Regions from separate parts of the Mus musculus genome. Here regions 2, 3 and 4 are each linked to region 1. The links are chromatin contacts, called in public ChIA-PET, HiChIP or PLAC-seq and promoter capture Hi-C maps. All regions are on one chromosome and are shown on one strand. The core of a region is the stretch at or near the end of the contact, and the rest is flanking DNA. Distances in the headings are between cores, read along the strand shown.

The links. HiChIP or PLAC-seq counts read pairs in DNA pulled down with a chosen protein or histone mark. ChIA-PET counts read pairs in DNA pulled down with a chosen protein or histone mark. Capture Hi-C pulls out chosen DNA fragments and counts their contacts.
Region 2: a CTCF HiChIP or PLAC-seq map of CD8 T cells shows a contact between it and region 1, with 7 read pairs. The contact joins the enhancer-like site here to the promoter of Cxcr6 in region 1. A contact is called at or near these places in 1 of 15 datasets of contacts at CTCF or cohesin (CD8 T cells), 4 of 484 Hi-C or Micro-C datasets (CD4 T cells, adipose-derived mesenchymal stem cells, embryonic fibroblasts and 1 more), 3 of 115 datasets of contacts at active chromatin or transcription factors (CD8 T cells, effector CD8 T cells and microglia) and 1 of 9 other capture datasets (liver).
Region 3: a contact with region 1 is called in an RNA polymerase II ChIA-PET map of effector CD8 T cells, with 19 read pairs. The contact joins the promoter of Sacm1l here to the promoter of Cxcr6 in region 1. A contact is called at or near these places in 3 of 39 promoter capture datasets (the C10 cell line, hippocampal neurons and macrophages), 1 of 15 datasets of contacts at CTCF or cohesin (pro-B cells), 11 of 484 Hi-C or Micro-C datasets (B cells, CD4 T cells, the G1E-ER4 cell line and 5 more), 6 of 115 datasets of contacts at active chromatin or transcription factors (the HPC-7 cell line, the NIH/3T3 cell line, the SCID.adh cell line and 3 more) and 2 of 9 other capture datasets (liver and pancreatic islet).
Region 4: a promoter capture Hi-C map of liver shows a contact between it and region 1. The contact joins the promoter of Limd1 here to the promoter of Cxcr6 in region 1. A contact is called at or near these places in 2 of 39 promoter capture datasets (the HPC-7 cell line and embryonic stem cells), 1 of 484 Hi-C or Micro-C datasets (bone marrow-derived macrophages), 2 of 115 datasets of contacts at active chromatin or transcription factors (effector CD8 T cells and microglia) and 2 of 9 other capture datasets (adipose tissue and liver).

The regions. Positions count from the first base shown.
Region 1 is chr9:123,804,257-123,808,118 of GRCm38.p6, reverse strand. Cxcr6 (chemokine (C-X-C motif) receptor 6) reads right to left here and starts at 1,642. Exons shown (of 2, transcript NM_030712.4): 1 at 1,574-1,642. All of the region lies in intron 14 of Fyco1 (FYVE and coiled-coil domain containing 1), which reads left to right.
Region 2 is chr9:124,141,576-124,145,556 of GRCm38.p6, reverse strand. No RefSeq gene overlaps it. Among named protein-coding and RNA genes, the nearest start is that of Ccr5, 22 kb to the right of the region's middle. Within about 2 kb of position 1,701, at least 67 of the 459 cell types and tissues checked have an H3K27ac peak or open chromatin away from gene starts, as enhancers often do. A contact at or near this core is called in CD8 T cells and microglia, where this site is marked.
Region 3 is chr9:123,527,252-123,531,535 of GRCm38.p6, reverse strand. Sacm1l (SAC1 suppressor of actin mutations 1-like (yeast)) reads right to left here and starts at 1,783. Exons shown (of 20, transcript NM_030692.5): 1 at 1,615-1,783. The coding sequence starts at 1,646. It overlaps n-TRacg2 (a tRNA gene), which reads left to right and starts at 2,039; the gene lies at 2,039-2,111.
Region 4 is chr9:123,476,167-123,480,585 of GRCm38.p6, reverse strand. Limd1 (LIM domains containing 1) reads right to left here and starts at 1,885. Exons shown (of 8, transcript NM_013860.2): 1 at 1-1,885. The coding sequence starts at 1,348.

The sequences.
Region 1 (3,862 bases), core at 393-2,892:
AAAGTTGAAGACATCCTTTCCTTTTAATCCATGTGGTCATTTCTTGCTCTAAAATTGAGTCCTAAGCGGAAATAGTGTCCACCCTAACACTTCTGGAACTTATACCTTCCCTAGAGCCATAATGCCTTTTCTCACCATCAAGGAAGGACCTTGCCTTTAAAACTAGGCTACTCAGTAACTAGTCCCCACACCCAGACCTCGGGATAGATCTCTGGTCTTGATAAGCTGATGGTAGGCATCCGGCCCCATAGCCTTCTGAGGTGCTAAAGGAGTGTCAGGTATTTGTGTGTATCATATTGACTCACATGGGGATGATTTCTTTTTCACCCTTTAAAATATGAAACACCTTTGCTTTCCCAAGAGTTACCTCCAGTTCTCTGTTGTTACCTCACTTGTATTTGCTTTTTTGTTGTCCTATTCTTTTCTGAATCCAACCTTAGCATGGCTCTTCAGAAAATGTACAAATCCGTATTCACTGTTATGTTAGTAGATAGGGACTAGACTATACAAATAGAATATTGAAATTCACTAGATTGGGGAGATGACTGTCAGTAGAATGCTTGCTTTACAACCATAAGCACACAAAATCACTGTCTCTTATAAAAAAAAGTTAACATTTCTTTATAATTGAAATATTGATTAAGGAAAATGAAACAGTAATGAAACTTTTGATATGTTTTTTTTAAAAAGCCCAATAGCAAATTATAATTGTATGTAAAGCATAAAATGTAACCCAAATATTTAAGAAGTACTTCTAATTATTTTGGAAGTTTCAGTATATTTAAATTGCTGAAAACAGAAAAAAATATGAGAAACACACACACACACACAAACCCACCATGGGCTATTACTGTTATAACAAATAGATGATACTTCTGATCTTCCTGCTTCCACCTCCAAAGGTCTGGGATTGCTGCCACACCTGACACTTAACCTTTTGTGGTCACAAACCTCTTTGAGAATCTCATTGAAGCTGTAGACCTTCTCTGAGAAATAAAGTCCATACAGCTATAATTCTAAGGCTTCATGAACCACATATTCTATAGGCTCTTGTTTAAAGACCCTTTAATAACATTTGTAATTTTTTTTTTACTCTAGTCTTAAAGGACCAAATTCTGTCAGCATTGGCCTTTGGCAAAATTATAAATTACTTATTTCATCTGTTTTGTTTATTTACTTATTTGTAGTCTATAATGTCTACAGTTGTGTGTTGATTTATATTGAAAAAAGTAGATAGTTATTGTGGATTATAGCTTGTTTTTTAAGATACAAAAGAACTTTTTTAAGATACAAAATAGAAAAAGATTGATTAAAAATAGAAGACCAGTGACTAGACTGCTCTGGATTCCTAGGTGGGTCTGATTATACCGTTACTACCTTTCCCATCCTTTTATAACCACTTGCTATATTCCAGAACCAATGAAGCAGTTCTCACATTTCTCCAACCCTTGCAGCAACCATGGCAGTGAGGGATGGGAGCCATGGCTAGCTGAATTCAGTAGCTCGCACCGTATACACAGGTCCTGCTGCAGACAGGAATGAGAGATGCAGCAAAAGAAAGCAAATGACTCACCAGAAGAGAAGCCCAGTAGCTTTGTTCCAGAGTGAAGTGTGCTCACTAAAGGTCTGCCTCTGGTTCTCTGTGATGTGGTCTGTGTTTCCGTCAAATACTTAAGAGCCTTCAGCTAGAGACCTGCCCCCGTCTCTATCCCATAGGCAGAATCCACATGACAAGCTTGACAAACCTGCCCACTTAATTTGAGAGTCAAAGATGAAGCATGATTCTGATGCTTCATACTCCCTTTTTCTTGGCTTAGCACATTTCCTGCTGTTAAAAACGAATAGGATTTCCATTAATGCTCTCCTAAAGGGGAGCAGAAAGTAGACTTGACTTTTGTCAGTCCACTGACGATGGTGGACTTTGTTTGTGAAAATCACTTTGTTTACTGGTCACACATGTCTTTGGAACATTTTGGTTCTGGGCCAACACAAAGCCCATGCTATGGATTAGGCTCTGTATGAATGTAGATCCAGTATTTACCACAGATGTCTTGAAACATTGCTGAGGGCCAGGTATTATCTCCATTTACAGATGAGAATGTAGGAAACAGAGCCAAAATAACTGGTGAATTCAGAGCTACAAGCTCAGGCTTCTGATCATTCACAGACCAATGGAACAGGTTGCTTCTAGGTGGTTGGTTGTGCTGGAGGACCTGGTATAGCCCTACACTCTGCCCCCACAGGCCTCTGGCAGGCAGTGCCCACCTACCGTGCTTGGCTTTGCTAGAACTGCCTGAGGTTAGCCTCCTGGACTTTCCTCTATTTGATAGACACTATGATCTTAATGCAGTCTGGTTTTTACTTTCCGTGAGCTAGCATTGCTGACTTCCAGGAAAATTAGCCTGGAAGTCAGGAACTTGGAGTAGGACCAGAATCTAGAAACTAGTATTTGATTTTATTGTAAGAAAGGTATTATATGGAGGCTTCCATTTACAACTGTTGGGTTTTGCTCACCTACCCATGGATGCAGTGAACAATGAACAAATGAACAGATGCATAGGCTGCATCAAATACTGAGCGGGAGATAGTTGAAACACCTCTCCTTTTAAAAGAATCTTTTGGGTGCTAGAAAGATGGCTCAGCAGTTAAGAGCACTTCCTGTTCTTGCAAAAGACACAGATTCGATTACCAGCACCCAGATGGCAGCATACAACCATGCATAACTTCAGTTCATATCTATGAGCAAAACACATAAAATAAGTCTAAAACTATTTTAAAGATACCTTTTAGGACAAGACAGCCTTCAGTTTTACTACATTTATAGGATAGTACTAGAATGGCCTGAGATTTGTCAAGCATTGCTGTACTCTTCTCAAAATTATTTGTCTTCCTCAAGAACAGAGAGGCCCATCTCACTGCTCTGAGATTGTGCATGAACTTCTAAGGCACGTGCACAGGAGACTGTGGGGAGATTACATGTGCAGATTTGAAAATGTATGGTACTTTTGTCATAGCTATGCTACAATGGAAAGTTCTGTGGAAAATAAAAGATTTGCAAGTAAATTCAAGGAACTAGTCCACTTGGGGCCACTTAACACAAATAAATAGCCTTTTACCATTCAGATGTGTAGTGTGCATTGCACCGTAAGTTTTTTTGACTCAAAGATCTGAACTTCTCAAGAGTGAGTACCCTGTTGCCTGTGTCGTGCATTTCCTCAGAAATACTTAAAATCTAAAATAGAATTGAGAAGACATTGGGCATGGTAGGCACTATTGCTTCAGTCTTATCTTGGAAGTCAGTTGTTCTGATCTATCATCTTTTCTAAAAACCTGGCATTCTTAAGTCAGAACTATTAGGATATCAACTCCAAGACTTGGTTTTGGTTTTTATTTGTTTGTTTGTTTTGTTTTTGTTTTGTTTTGTGCTGCTTGGGGGAGGAGAAGTTAGCACAGGACACTGATGAGTGGCAGAGTTGTGGAGGACAAATTTGTGGCTGAATGTCCTTGAGGAAATAGCCAGCTATTTGCAAATGAGCTAGAAATGGCTTGTTTATTGGCACCATAGGTAGGTTTGTGTATTCTGAACAGACCATAAAAACCAAGTGTTCAGAAGCCAAGATCTTAGAAGTGCTGCTTTTTGCTTGTCTGTTAAACAGAAAGGATGTCAGTTACCGCGGTGAATGTGTTCTGTGCCACTCTGTGCAACACCAGCCTGTGTGGTGACTGAAGCCTTGAAGCCTTTGCTACTGCAAACTAGGAGCTGAATTCTTAGTTTAGTTGATCCTAATTAATGTAAGTTTACATGGGAACCTGTGGCTGGTGATCACTGTTGGGCAGTGCAATCTGAACTGAAGATTCCTAA
Region 2 (3,981 bases), core at 452-2,951, 340 kb before region 1:
CTTAGTAGTCTACAAAACTCCCCCCTCAACACAACTTGTATCAACCCAGGAGGAGGGTTTCTTTCCCATAGATGTTGCTTGACACATAAACATTAAATTCAGCTCTGTGACAGAATGTAGAAATACCAAGATGGTGAGTGCTGGTATCAAGGTTCTAAACCCACATTCAAAAATAAGACTGGACTTATTATAATTGAATATATTCCTTATAACTGTCTCTAAAAATATGTTTTCATAGATTATCTAGTCATCTAATTTTAACTACATTATAGAACATTTAAAATGTCTATAAAAATAAAGAATATACAGGGGCTGGTGAGCTGGCTCAGTGGTTAAGAGAGTTGACTGCTCTTCCAAAGGTCCTGAGTTCAAATCCCAGCAACCACATGGTGGCTCACAATCATCCATAACAAAATCTGATGCTCTCTTCTGGAGTGTCTGAAGTCACACTACAGTGTACTTACATATAATAAATAAATAAATAAATAAATAAATAAATAAATAAATAAATAAATATTTTTAAAAAAAATACACAATGGTGAAACTTTCAAATAGCATCTATTCTAATTGTCTATGGTCCTTAGTGGGGAAAGTACCAAAACTACTTTTAGGAAACAATCTGTTTTCTGCCGGGTTAGTTCTTTAAGTTTACATGAATAAATATTCATGTGTTGTGAGTTTTGGAGAACTACTTTTTGGTAACATAGAGATGAAGCATGGGGGGAAATGCCACAGAATCCAAGTGGTAACATTTTAACACCTGTCAACATCTGTAATTTTCAGTGAAAGTAAAAAACTAAAACCAAGAATCAGATCATTTAGATTCCTGGGGATCCAGAGCTCCAAGAGGGTGTGAAGCATGTATATGGAAAGCTTGTTAGTTAGAGACTTCCCTATGGGACAGGATGAGGAATCAGGTAGCATAGAAGGAGCCATAATGTAGTAACAACCAGTGTTCAACTAATACTATAAGGGACAGTAGAGATAAGATGGCCTTGAGGTGTTGGAGTGCACCGCGTAAAGGTGTGTCTCTGTCCTTCCTCACTTGCCTAAGGGATTCTCTGATTGGTTTTAATAAAAATCTGAGGGCCAATAGCTTGGCATGAAGTGGAAGGTAGGACTTCTGTTAGAGAGAAAGGGACAATGGGGGAAAAAAGCAGAAGCAGAAATTTAGGGAGATGATTTGGAGGTGGATGGATGCGAACATGAGCGGAGAGGCACAACAGGTCATTGTGGGACATGGGAAAAATAGTCAAGTTAGAGGATCTGGGGGGTAGCTCCAAGTTAAACCCTAAGCTTTAAAAATATACCAGAGTCTCTATGTCCTTATTTATATAGCTGAACAGTCCGTAAATGTCCAACCACATTAAGGAATGTTCTGAACCAAGCCTTTCCATCAGCTTCCATATTCATCCACTTACTATGAAGCATTATAGCCTGGACAGGTAGTTCCAGGTCTCAGTAGCTCCATGCCTAGTAACCAAGGGAGTGGTAAGTGTATTGGTCCTGAAGAGAGCACCTGAACAGCTCTCATAGCATCCTTTATAATTAGAAAAGGCAATCTGGATTTCTTACAAATTTTATTTACTCTGAAAAATAAGAAATGAAAACTAAAATTTATAAAGCCACAGTTTTGTAAGACTATAGAAACCACACAGGGACACGTCAACCTGAAAGAGGAAGTCATGTGTCCAGTGAGGGCACAGTATCTATTTCTCCACCAGACCATTAGGTTGGCTTTTTATTCTGTCCACAAAATGTGAACAAAAAGATCAGAGATTGAGACATCTGCCCAGCCCCCATTTTTCTTACTCTATTTCCTCTTCTTGGATGTCTATTTGGACACCCAAGATTGATGGGGTTTGGATAACCTCTAATAAAAATGTTTTATGTTTCAATATTTTAAAATTAAAAAATTAGATACATTCTCATTTTACAAAAGTTTTTATAATAAAATTAAATTATGACTTATTCTAATTGTACAGGAAAAGAGTCTCAGTCTGTGCTACAGCCTACATGGATGTCTTAGATTCTAAAACATGTTGAACATTTAGAAAGCTCTGCTTCTTCCCTGCCAGATATCTCCAGGGACAGTTTCTGAGACTTGTGAGGGGTTGCACATCATTACTTTCACAGGCTTCAGAGTCTTCAAGGATATGATTTGAGCCATTCCTATCTACCCTAGAGTCAATGACCCTCATCTTGTCCTCTCAAAGGATTCAGCTACACCGTCTGGAATGGTTCTTAATAAACACCTCCGCCTCAAGGAAACCAGACTCTCTAAACCACAGGCTGGTCTCATACATTCTGAAGAGAACAGACATGGGAACAAAAAAAAAAGAGAAATGCATTTTTCTGTAAAGAAAAATGTATTTTTTTGTCTTTTGGTTTTGTTTGTCTGTTTTGTTTTGTTTTTCATTCTTTTACAACAGATCACTGAGGAAGATGCAGGCAGGAACTGAGTGGCCTGTCATTCTTATACCATCACAAGGCTGTGGATGTTTTGTTGTCTACCCATGTCATGTGCTGTTGGGAACAAAAAAGAGGCCCGGGGAAGAGGGGAAAGGAAAAGACCCACACCCTGCCAGAGTTTTACCTATTCTCTGGTTTGTCAGGTGTGGGAGAGCTGCCATACACTTTCCACTCAGCCCTGGGTGGGCATTCAAGCCTCTGACCCACTCTTCAGGAAGTGGCCAAGGGGCAGCCCTACCTGAGAACCCCAGAGCTACTTTGCTAAAGCCACCAGAGAGGGATGAGGGAAGAGGTTCCCAACACCTGCGAGAGTGAGTTCTGTGGATCTTGACTGGAGCACAGGAAGGCCTTCTAATGGGAGATTAGAAACTGCTCATTAGGAGAAATCCTGTCCCATCCTCCAAGTACAGTGGGCCTTGATGAGCAGAGACATTCTATGGTTTTAGAGCTTTATTACAGAAAGGCAGGGAGAAAGAGTGAAGGGAGAGAGAGAGAGAGAGAGAGAGAGAGAGAGAGAGAGAGAGAGAGAGAGACAGAGAGAGACAGAGAGAGACAGAGAGAGACAGAGAGAGACAGAGAGAGATAGAGAGACGAGACAGAGAGACAGAGACAGAGGAAAGGCTAGAGAAAAAGAGAGTAAGAGAGAGGAGAGAGGAAAGGAGAGCAGAAGACAGAGGAGAAGAAAAAAGAAGACAGAGAGGAGAGAAGGTGAGAGTGAGGGGTAAGAAGTAAGAGAGACAAGTAGAGTAAGAAGTAAGAGTGCAAGGTGGGGGCCTAACAGCCCCTTTTATGGTCTTTACTGTTGCTAGGTAACTGGGGAGGAGTTTAGCCTGAAGGTCAGAAGCTTGGGTCATTGCCTACGTGACTACTGACCATGCTTCTCTTGTGGGGGCTGTGGGGCGCAGTAACTCAGACAGGGGCCAGAGTTCCAGGAGCATAAGGGAACATCTACCGTGTCATGTAGGTGAATTATCACCACTGGGGTTCAGACCTCAGTTCAACTGGAGACCAGCCTGTCTGTGCATAGCCCAATTCCCCACAATGTGGCAATCTTTACAGCATTTACAATTGCTGACACTTTACTTTCTCTTCTTTTCAGGTCCTCTATCTCGGGCCTCTATGTACTTCTAGTACTAAAGTACTTTTGACTCTCCTAGCAAATTTTCTTGTTCTTTAGATGCTTGCATTTCTTTAAATTCTGTATGAGGTATTTTGTTCACCCTGTGGCATCCATTGCCCATGACAGCCAGGTTTATATCTCTATTTAGTTAATCTTCTTAGTTCCCTGCCAGTATTTCATACCCAGTTTCCTTACTGCCTAGATTTCCCTCATGATTTCTAACTAAACTTGTCTTTAAAACAGAAGTCATCCTCCCACATTCTAAAGCCAGTGAGTGTTCTTCATTTCCATGAGTTGAAAGCCAAGCTTGACTTTTTAACCTCTCCCTATATTCAGGTCTTCATGATCTTCCAACTTCTCTTATCACATTTAGAGCCATTAATGCTTTC
Region 3 (4,284 bases), core at 534-3,033, 280 kb after region 1:
CTGCTAAAGAAACACTTGCAATCAAGTTCTATCTTCACATTTATAGAAACATCCAAACCCTAAAGACTGATATGAATGTCCATATAACCCCAGACTCATAGTTTCCACTTCATTACAAAACCACCATTTCCACTTCTAAAGGATAAATTCCCTTCTCTTCTGTGTACACATAAAATGGTGTCTGCCTGTAGTGAAGTCTGAACTGGAGAGGATGGTAAGGATGAAGTATGAACACTCTTATTTTTTAATTTTATATATAAAAGAATTATTCACAGAGGTTGAATAACCTGCCCAGGAATCAAGGAGGATGGCTGCCTGTATTGAGGTCTGGCCTGGTGAAACTCAGTGCCTGGGCAGCTCAAAAATAATCTTCCTAATTCTCAAGTTATCCATCTCAATTATTCTTCGATGCAGGAAAACTCAACAATATCCTGTAACCGAAAGCCGAGCTACTTCAAGGCAAGACTCCAAATTGCTTAAACACATCTGAGACCTAGTGTAAGATCATGTTCAGCCCTTCAACAACTATCAGGTGGACAATAACCTAATTTGCCAGTAAAGGACATGTGACTCGGGCCGGACATAGACCAGTAAGTACACTTTGCTTCAACTGTCACCAATAAGGTGATTATTCACTTTACAAAGGAAAACTAATTAAAAGAAATGTGGAAGGAAGGGTGGCGCTGGGCTTTTCAAAGAGAACTGTATGTAGCAAGCAGAAGAGGCATAAAGGGTGAACACAGCAAAACATGAAAAGTGTTGGGCAGATGGCCTCCCTCCAAATTCTGGACTCATAACTTTACACCTTCAGTTATTCATTGGGCGTACCCAAACTACATTTGTTTCCTGCAAACGAACTGGGATGTCTATGTCTAATTAACAGGATAATTTAACTTGGCTTTTCGAAAGTTATATTTGCTTCTGCTACTAAAGGCATTCCCAGACCGTGGTAAATTATTAAAGCGGTTAGGGCGAAGTTATTCACAAACAAGGAGTGTAGGTGCTGAGGGTAACACAAGAGAAATTATCCCCCATCTCCTCTAACCCAGGACGAGCCAAAGAGCTTATAAATGTCTATTTTTTTTTTTTTTTGCACCTCTAAACATCCAGTGGCTGGGCCTCAAAACCTCAAGTCCTGGCTTTGCCAAAACTCAACATTGCTACGCCAAAATAGAGGCGAGCCTACTGTAGCTGTCGACGCAGTCTGTTGGAATAAGCACAGTAAATTCGACCGGCCCTTAGGACATCTGACTAAATTATTGCTGCGCCCTAAGAAGGACCCGTCATTGAGACTCCCAGGCCCAGAAAGCCTGAAACCAAGAGAAAGGTTAGCTCTGCCGGCGGACGTCAGAGCACGCCCGGTGAAAAAGGCCTCTCCCGGAGGCCACCCAGGGAAAGCTGGCTGCAGCCTCCGGTGCTGCGGGCTGCGGCTCGGCTCACCGCGCCAGGTCCAGCGGCGGGCGAGGCTGCGGGACACTGGCCTACGCTGCAGCCAGGCTGGACGGGGAAAGCCCAGCCCGCGAGCTCGGCCGGTGCGGGCCGCACACTCCCGGGCCTCGGCGCCCGCTCGCCCCTCCGCCCTTCCTGTCAGCGGCCGCAGCCCGCGGGACTCACAGCTTCAGATGCTCGTAGGCTGCGGCCGCCATCGTGCAGCTTCCTCCTCTTCGCTCCACCCGCAGTGTAGCCCGCTGCCACCCCGGCTCCGCGGCGACCGCTCCCCAGGCGCGGTGGTCAAGGAGCCTCGGCCTGGCCCCACCCCCTCCCGGGTCCGCCTCTCGGGCGAGCACGGGAGCCGGCGGCGGACAAACCAGTGAGCTGCGAGGCACGCCTCCGATGCGCGGATTGGAGCGGACCAAAGAACGCCGTGACGTCGCCTCTGGGGATTGGTGTAACGCGTTGCAGAGAAAGGCGGAGTCCCGGTAGCTTTGCACTGAGTCGCGACATTCAACAAACCGACCAGACTGAGGTTAGAAGCAGGAAGCATAGTGAAGCTGTGTAATTGGAGATCACTTATCGTGGAGGAGGCCTCCTCAGCACCGGGCCAGTGGCGCAATGGATAACGCGTCTGACTACGGATCAGAAGATTCTAGGTTCGACTCCTGGCTGGCTCGACGTGTGCGATCTTTTTCCTGAACCTTGGAAGGCCTGCTTGAAAAGGATCATAGCTAGATTGTCAAGGTCAAATGTCTTACGTTTTAATGTTGCTTTGCGAAAAAATAATACCTTCTTGGCTGTATTTGAAACCCGGAGTTACCTAAAACGGTTTGCAAGTTTCCTAGCTCCCCTGTTCTTAAAATTGCGCAGGAGTCTGGAAATGTACTCTTACGAAAACACTCTTGAGAGTGGAGGTTTGCAATCAGGGACAGGGACATGCGTGGCCAATGTCTTCCCACCCGATGACGGAAAAATCTCACCGAAAGCTCCTAGCTGGTAGAACACAGACGGCACTGACATGAGAAGGGCGTAGCTTCTGCTCTTCATGATTGGTACAGCGGCCTTGGCTAGCTCCGCTTGCAAAGCCGACCTAGCCTCCACTGCACAAGGAAACCTTAAAAATTCGGGGATTTCGCAGTAAGAGGCCCAGAAAAACGAGTACATGAACATTTTACGTAAGACCTGAGATAGCCAGAAACAGATGTGACGAAGGTGGATCGGGAGCAGGGCTCAGCCTATTCATTAACCAGTCACTCCATGATTAAGTTGTCCTAGAAAACATACCCCACTCCCCAGGAGTTTATTAAAACTGTATCAGATAAAGGAAATTATTGGGGCAGAATTAGACCAAGGACCAAGGGGTGTGGCTCACTCCTGCAGTCCATACTGCTGGATATAGACCAGGCCAAATGGCTGCCTTTGCTTTCCAGAGTACTGGAATTTAAGGTACAAGATACCATACCAGGCTTCTACACTTCTGAGGATTTAGTTTGCTTTTAATGAAGTTATAGTGGGTTGTTTCTCGAGACCGGGTTTCCCTGTGTAGTTTTGACTGTCCTGGAACTTGCTCTGTAACCAGGCTGGCCTCCAACTCAGAGATCCCTGCCTCTGCCTCCTGAATACTGGTGTAAAAGCACGCACCACTACTGCCCAGCTAACAGTATTTTTTGTTTGCTCTTTAATTTTTTGTCTGAGATTTGAGATCATTAATATGCATTGTTGTCAGTTTTAGCACTTAAAAAAAATGAGGGTTTTTTTTTTTTGTTTTGTTGTGTGTTTTGTTTTGAAGGGTGTGTGTGATGTGTGTACGTGCAGAGGGGGGAGGGGAAGAGAAAGAGAGACTGACTGAGGCTGTCTTATATAAGACAGTGGGCCTTTACTTGGCTATGGAAATGGACTTGGAACTCTGATTCAAGCTCCCAAGGTGCTGAGGTTATAAGCAAGCACCACCAACCACACCTGGTTTAAGAGTTCTTGCTTTAAGATGTTCTATTTGGGTGGATAAGTGGACACTTTAAAGGTCCATCTCATAGGCATTTAGATTTTTGGTACATATTTTCAAATTGCTCTGTGGAAAAATTAAAACAATATACCCTCTGTCACCAGAATGTTTCCACACATGCTAATCAACATTAGATATTTATGAATACATATAACATATAAATTAGATATCCAAGTCTCATGTACTAGCATATACCTAAAATTCTAGAATTTGAGACAGAGAGGTGTTGATCTGGAGACCTTATCTTTAAAAAAAATAAAGCATCCACATACAAATATAAATTATAGTTTCTTTACAGCTTTCATAAGTGAAAAACAACTTCCTTTTTACTTTCATTTCTTGGCCTATTGATTATTCTCTCCTGGTGTATTCAATCTTTTTTTCTCACAAACTTGACCTTGAAAAGATTTTATTTTTCATTGTTTATCTGTGTGTGTGTGCTCGTGCAAGTGCTTTATGAGACTAAAAGTATGAGATCCCCCTTGGAGCTAGGTACAGCCAGCCAAGGCAGGTGCTTGAAACAGAACTCAGGTCTTCTGCAAGAGCACAGGAGCTCTTTGGTTGTTACACATTAGTCTTTCTGACAGTTTATTCTTTACCCTTTCCTTAAAATTGTTTAGTTTTCACTCATATATTCACATTTACTATTAGTATATAAGTGCTTTTTAAAATTTGTGCTTGAATTTACCTTAATCTGCTTATATTTTATCTTCTTTATCATCCTGCTGTAATTATCAATTCTTAAAACTTATCAAACTGATCAGTAACTTCATGCTTCTCTAAGCATTTTATTTAGATAAATTTAATCAACCCATACAACTTTATAAGGTAAATTCAGTTGTTATCCC
Region 4 (4,419 bases), core at 636-3,135, 330 kb after region 1:
GCTCCAGACGCTGGGTGAGGGCTTCCAACTTCAATTCCGCAGTGGAGGGTCCAAGCTCAGGGCCCGGTGCGAGGGTCTGGCAGGGCAATCTCACCCTGGAGGGGGTGGGACTCCCTGGGAGCACAGGTTCCAGACTACTGTCAGTGGACCAGCTGGGAGAACTCTCTTTACAAGATAACTCAGATGGAGTGGACATTACCGGATGGACGTTACTGGTGGGGCTGGGCTTGGGACTAGTGCCAGACTCCACGCATCCAAACTTAGGATCCAGCCCGGTGGTCATACCTGGCTGGGTACTGTCCTTGCCAGCTGTCGAGGATAATGGAGCAGAAACTGAGAGGTAAGACTTGGGCCCATCCTGCAGCCAAGGCTGAGTGTCCACAAGGGGTTTGAAGACCCTGCCTGAAGCCTCATATCCCAGACCTGAATCTCTTTTCGGACAAGCTCCTTGGCTGGCGCTGCTAGGGACCATCGGTGCTGAAACAGTTGTGCCCTTGGGTTGAGCGGAGGTCCCATTCTCCAAGCCCATGGAAGAAAAACCGAGGTTCACTCGCTGAGAGGAGGCAGTGGACCAAAGGCCTGTTGGCTTCTCGCTGCTATGGCCACCAATGCCACCGTCCTGGCCACTGATGCCACTTTCAAAAGACCTGCCAGAGCACACTGTGGAGAGCTGTGGCTGGTAAGGGTGATGGTCTCCACAGGATTTGGGCAATGTGGAGTCATTCCCTGGGCAACCAGGCCATCCACTTCCTACACCCAGACTCACGCTGGGGCACCCTTCAGGTTTATCACCCCACTGTGGGCTTGCCAAAGAGAAATTGTCATAATAGTCTCCGTGAGTGAGGCAGGAAGGGTCTTCACAGGAGGGACTCAGGCCGTGTAAAGCAGGTCTCTGGGAACTCACAGGCCCCTCCCTGGAACCACAGTTCTGACTGCCAGGCCTTGCACCATGGGCAGATGGCCTGATCCTCTGCTCCTGAGATGGGTACGAGGGCTGCGCGGCCGCAGTGGTAGTAGCTAATCCAGGTGCCACTGTTGGCACAGCCAGAGGAGGCTTAGCGGCCCCATCTGCAGCCAGCTTGCCGCTCGCACCCTGACGGTTCCCACCGTTGACCGGGCTTCTGCCTGCCCTAGGTAGGGCCTCCTCCTGTAGGAGCTGCTGCTGTTGCTGCTGCTGGAGGTGGATTTTGGCCATCTTGGTCGCGAACACCCTTCGAGTTTCCTCAAATTCTGGGTTGTTGCCAGCACCCTTGTCCACCCGGAAGAGCCCATCCTTGGAGGCCTCATACATGTTCAGGTCCTCGATGAACTTACTGGCCTCAAGGCCCAGATCATCGTATTTATCCATGTTGTAGATCAGTGTCCGGGGCCTAGCCCTGGTTCAAGGTGTGAATGTGGTGGGGGAGATTTGGGTGCTGGCCGAGGTTTCAGGTCCAGCCTAAGGCAGATAAAGATTCCCACCTGCCCAGCAAGAAGGTCATGACTCCAAAACTCACAGTCCAGCCAGAGTTGAGGCCTTCAGGCCAGCGGGGCTAAGTTTACTTTCAGACTTCTTTTCCCCCGGGGAGCGTCCACGTGGGGGCAGAGCAGCCTTCAGCCGTGCCCGGCCTGCTTAGAAAAGTTCTCTTCTCCAAGTCACAAAACCCAAAACAGGCGAAAGAAGACAGAGAACGTCCACAGAAAAAAAGTAAACTCACATCCACGTCGAACAATCGAACTTGCAAACACACCGGGCAGCCCCTGGCCTGGGGCCGGTGGCCGGATCCAGCAGAGCTCACTGCAGCCGCGGCGCGCGGCCCATTGTCCGATGGCGGCGGCCGGCGGCGGGACGCGGAAGTGAGCGCGCGGGTCGTCAGTCCCGGGAGCTCGCTGGCCGGCTGCGCCCGCCCCGGGCCGCGCAGGGGCGCGGGCGGAGGCTCGGAGGGCGGGGCGGGGCGGGGCGGGGCGGAGGCTCGGAGGGCGGGGCGGGGCGGGGCGGGGCGGGGCGGAGGCTCGGAGGGCGGGGCGGGAGCGGGGCGGGGCGGGGCGCCCCCTGCAGGCCAGTGATGCGCACGCCGAGTTTTGGCGTCCCTCTCTGGGCACCGGGAGAGAGTTGCAATTCCCGCAGTACTTTTGCCGCGGACTGTTCAGTTTCCCGCCGCTGCTGGAGAGTCAAGGGTGCGCCAGGCTTCCCTCGGGTCCCCTCGAATGAGAGCATCTGTGTTGGACGTCCTAAGTGTGCCCAGAGAGGCTTGTCGTCCTTACTGGGTTTCTTGAACCCCAAGCAGTTCTCACCACTCCAGGTTGCCATGGCTCTAGATAACACACATAGCTCCTATGAGGTGACTGGGGATAGTTTACGTTTCCCACACAGCCGCCAGCGTGATCTAAAACCAATCCCAGGCCTGTCACTCTTGAACTTGAACCCTCAAGGCTTACTCCGGACTTATTTTGAAATCCCGCCTTCACTTCTACAAACAGGCCTGACTGCCCCGCCTACCCTCCCTCTGATTTGGGACCTTCCCTGCCTGAACTCCCGGTGGATGGAACTTCCTAGTGCCTGCCGAGAGCCTGCTGATCAGCTTCTGGTGTCTCTTCTTTCCTTCCCAGCTAAAATCACCTCCCCGTAAAGTTACCCCCACCCACAACCCCTTTGTTTCCTGCTTGGTTTGAACACTATTTAAATCCAGGGATACTGAAGTCACTGACCTGCAGGCTTTCTCCCATCTAGTTTAAATGTTTCCAGGTCTCTGCTCATACTACCTAATAGATGTAAATGTTATGCAAATAGTTCTCAGCAGTTTTGTTTGGTTTTGTTTTGTTGTCTTTCAGGAATCATGACAAGAAAATGAAATCTGTATGTGTTTAACATAAACACCTTTTCTTTTCCTGAGTATCTTGCCCTTGTTCAGATGTGGAGCTCTAGGTATGGAGGGTCAGCTCCAGCTGTTTATTTGTCTGCATGCCCCTTTTTGGTTGACAGCTAATCAGTTATCCACTTCATTACACCTGTATATGCGCAGGGTTTGGTTGAACATATGTGTCTTGGCAAATCTCTCTAAACTGTGACGAGGAACAAACAAGATAATATATATGGAAGTGCTTATATTCTTATATTCTATAAACACAAAAATGGTTCACTGTCCTGTAGACTCTGAAGGTTCAGGATATTTGTTGAAAATGAAGAGTTCCAGGCTCCAGCCCCAAACTACTAACCCCAGATTTGTGTTTTACGGCATCTGTGGGATGGGAAGACGATTTGCACAATAAAATTTGAAGAGTGAGTACTGCTATAAAGCATTATACTAAAACTAGGTTTTAAAGTTATTTTAGTTTCAAATTATGTGTATATATGGTGTGTGTGTGTGTGTGTGTGTGTGTAGGTGAAAGGGGAAGAGAGAGGTGGGGGAGGAGAGAGGACAGATGTTCTTCTAAGCCAGAGAGAGAATCAGAAACCCCAGAGCTGAAGTCGTAGGTGGCTGTGTGGCGCCCTGTGTAAGTACTGGGAACTGAACTCCAATCCTTTGCAAGGACAGTGTGTGCTCTTTACTGCTGAGCCATCTCTCCAGCCCAGGATTAAATATTTTTATTTTAAAAGAATCTCCTATACCCAGAGCTACAACCCAGTGATAGAACACTCGCTGGGCATACATGAGGGCCTGGGTTCCATCCCCCAACAACTACAGTAATAATAACAGCAGCTTATAAAGATGGCATCCAATATACCATTATGCAAGTGATCCTTAGAAGTGCTGGACATGGGCTGGAGAGATGGGTCAGTACTTAAGAGTACTAGCTGTTATTTTAGAGGACCTGGGTTTGATTCCCAGCATCCACACGGTGGCTCGCCACTGCCACAACACCCTCTTCTGGTCTCTCTAGGTACTGAATGCATGTGACATAGACAAACTTGTGAGCCAAACACCCATACACAATGTTTGAATGTTTTACTGACGCTGTTCAATACTGAAGACACCGAAAAAAAATCCTAATTCTGTGCACATTTATTTAATGCCAAAATTATTTAATATAGGCCACTTTTGTCTGTTTCATGAACTTGAAAACATGTGTTGACTAGTATTTCAAAAGATGTGTTCAGGGCTTGTAAGGTGGTCCAGCGGGTAAAGGCACTTGCTGCCAAGCCTGCTGACCTGAGTTTGATTTCCAGAAACTATATAGTAGCTTCAACTCCTCCAACATACACACATTAAATGAAGGGATGAATTAATGGATGAATGGATGAGTGGATATTTTTTAAAATGTATTCATTATTGCCTATCAGTTGTTTAAAAGGCAAAATATTTCTAGATCTGGTGGTGTAATCCTAGTTACTTAAGAGGAGAGTCATAAGTCTGAGGCCTTTCTGGACTGAAAAGTAAGTTCAAGGCTAACATAGACAACTTAGTGAAACACTGTCTCAAAAAGAAAAAAAAATAAAAA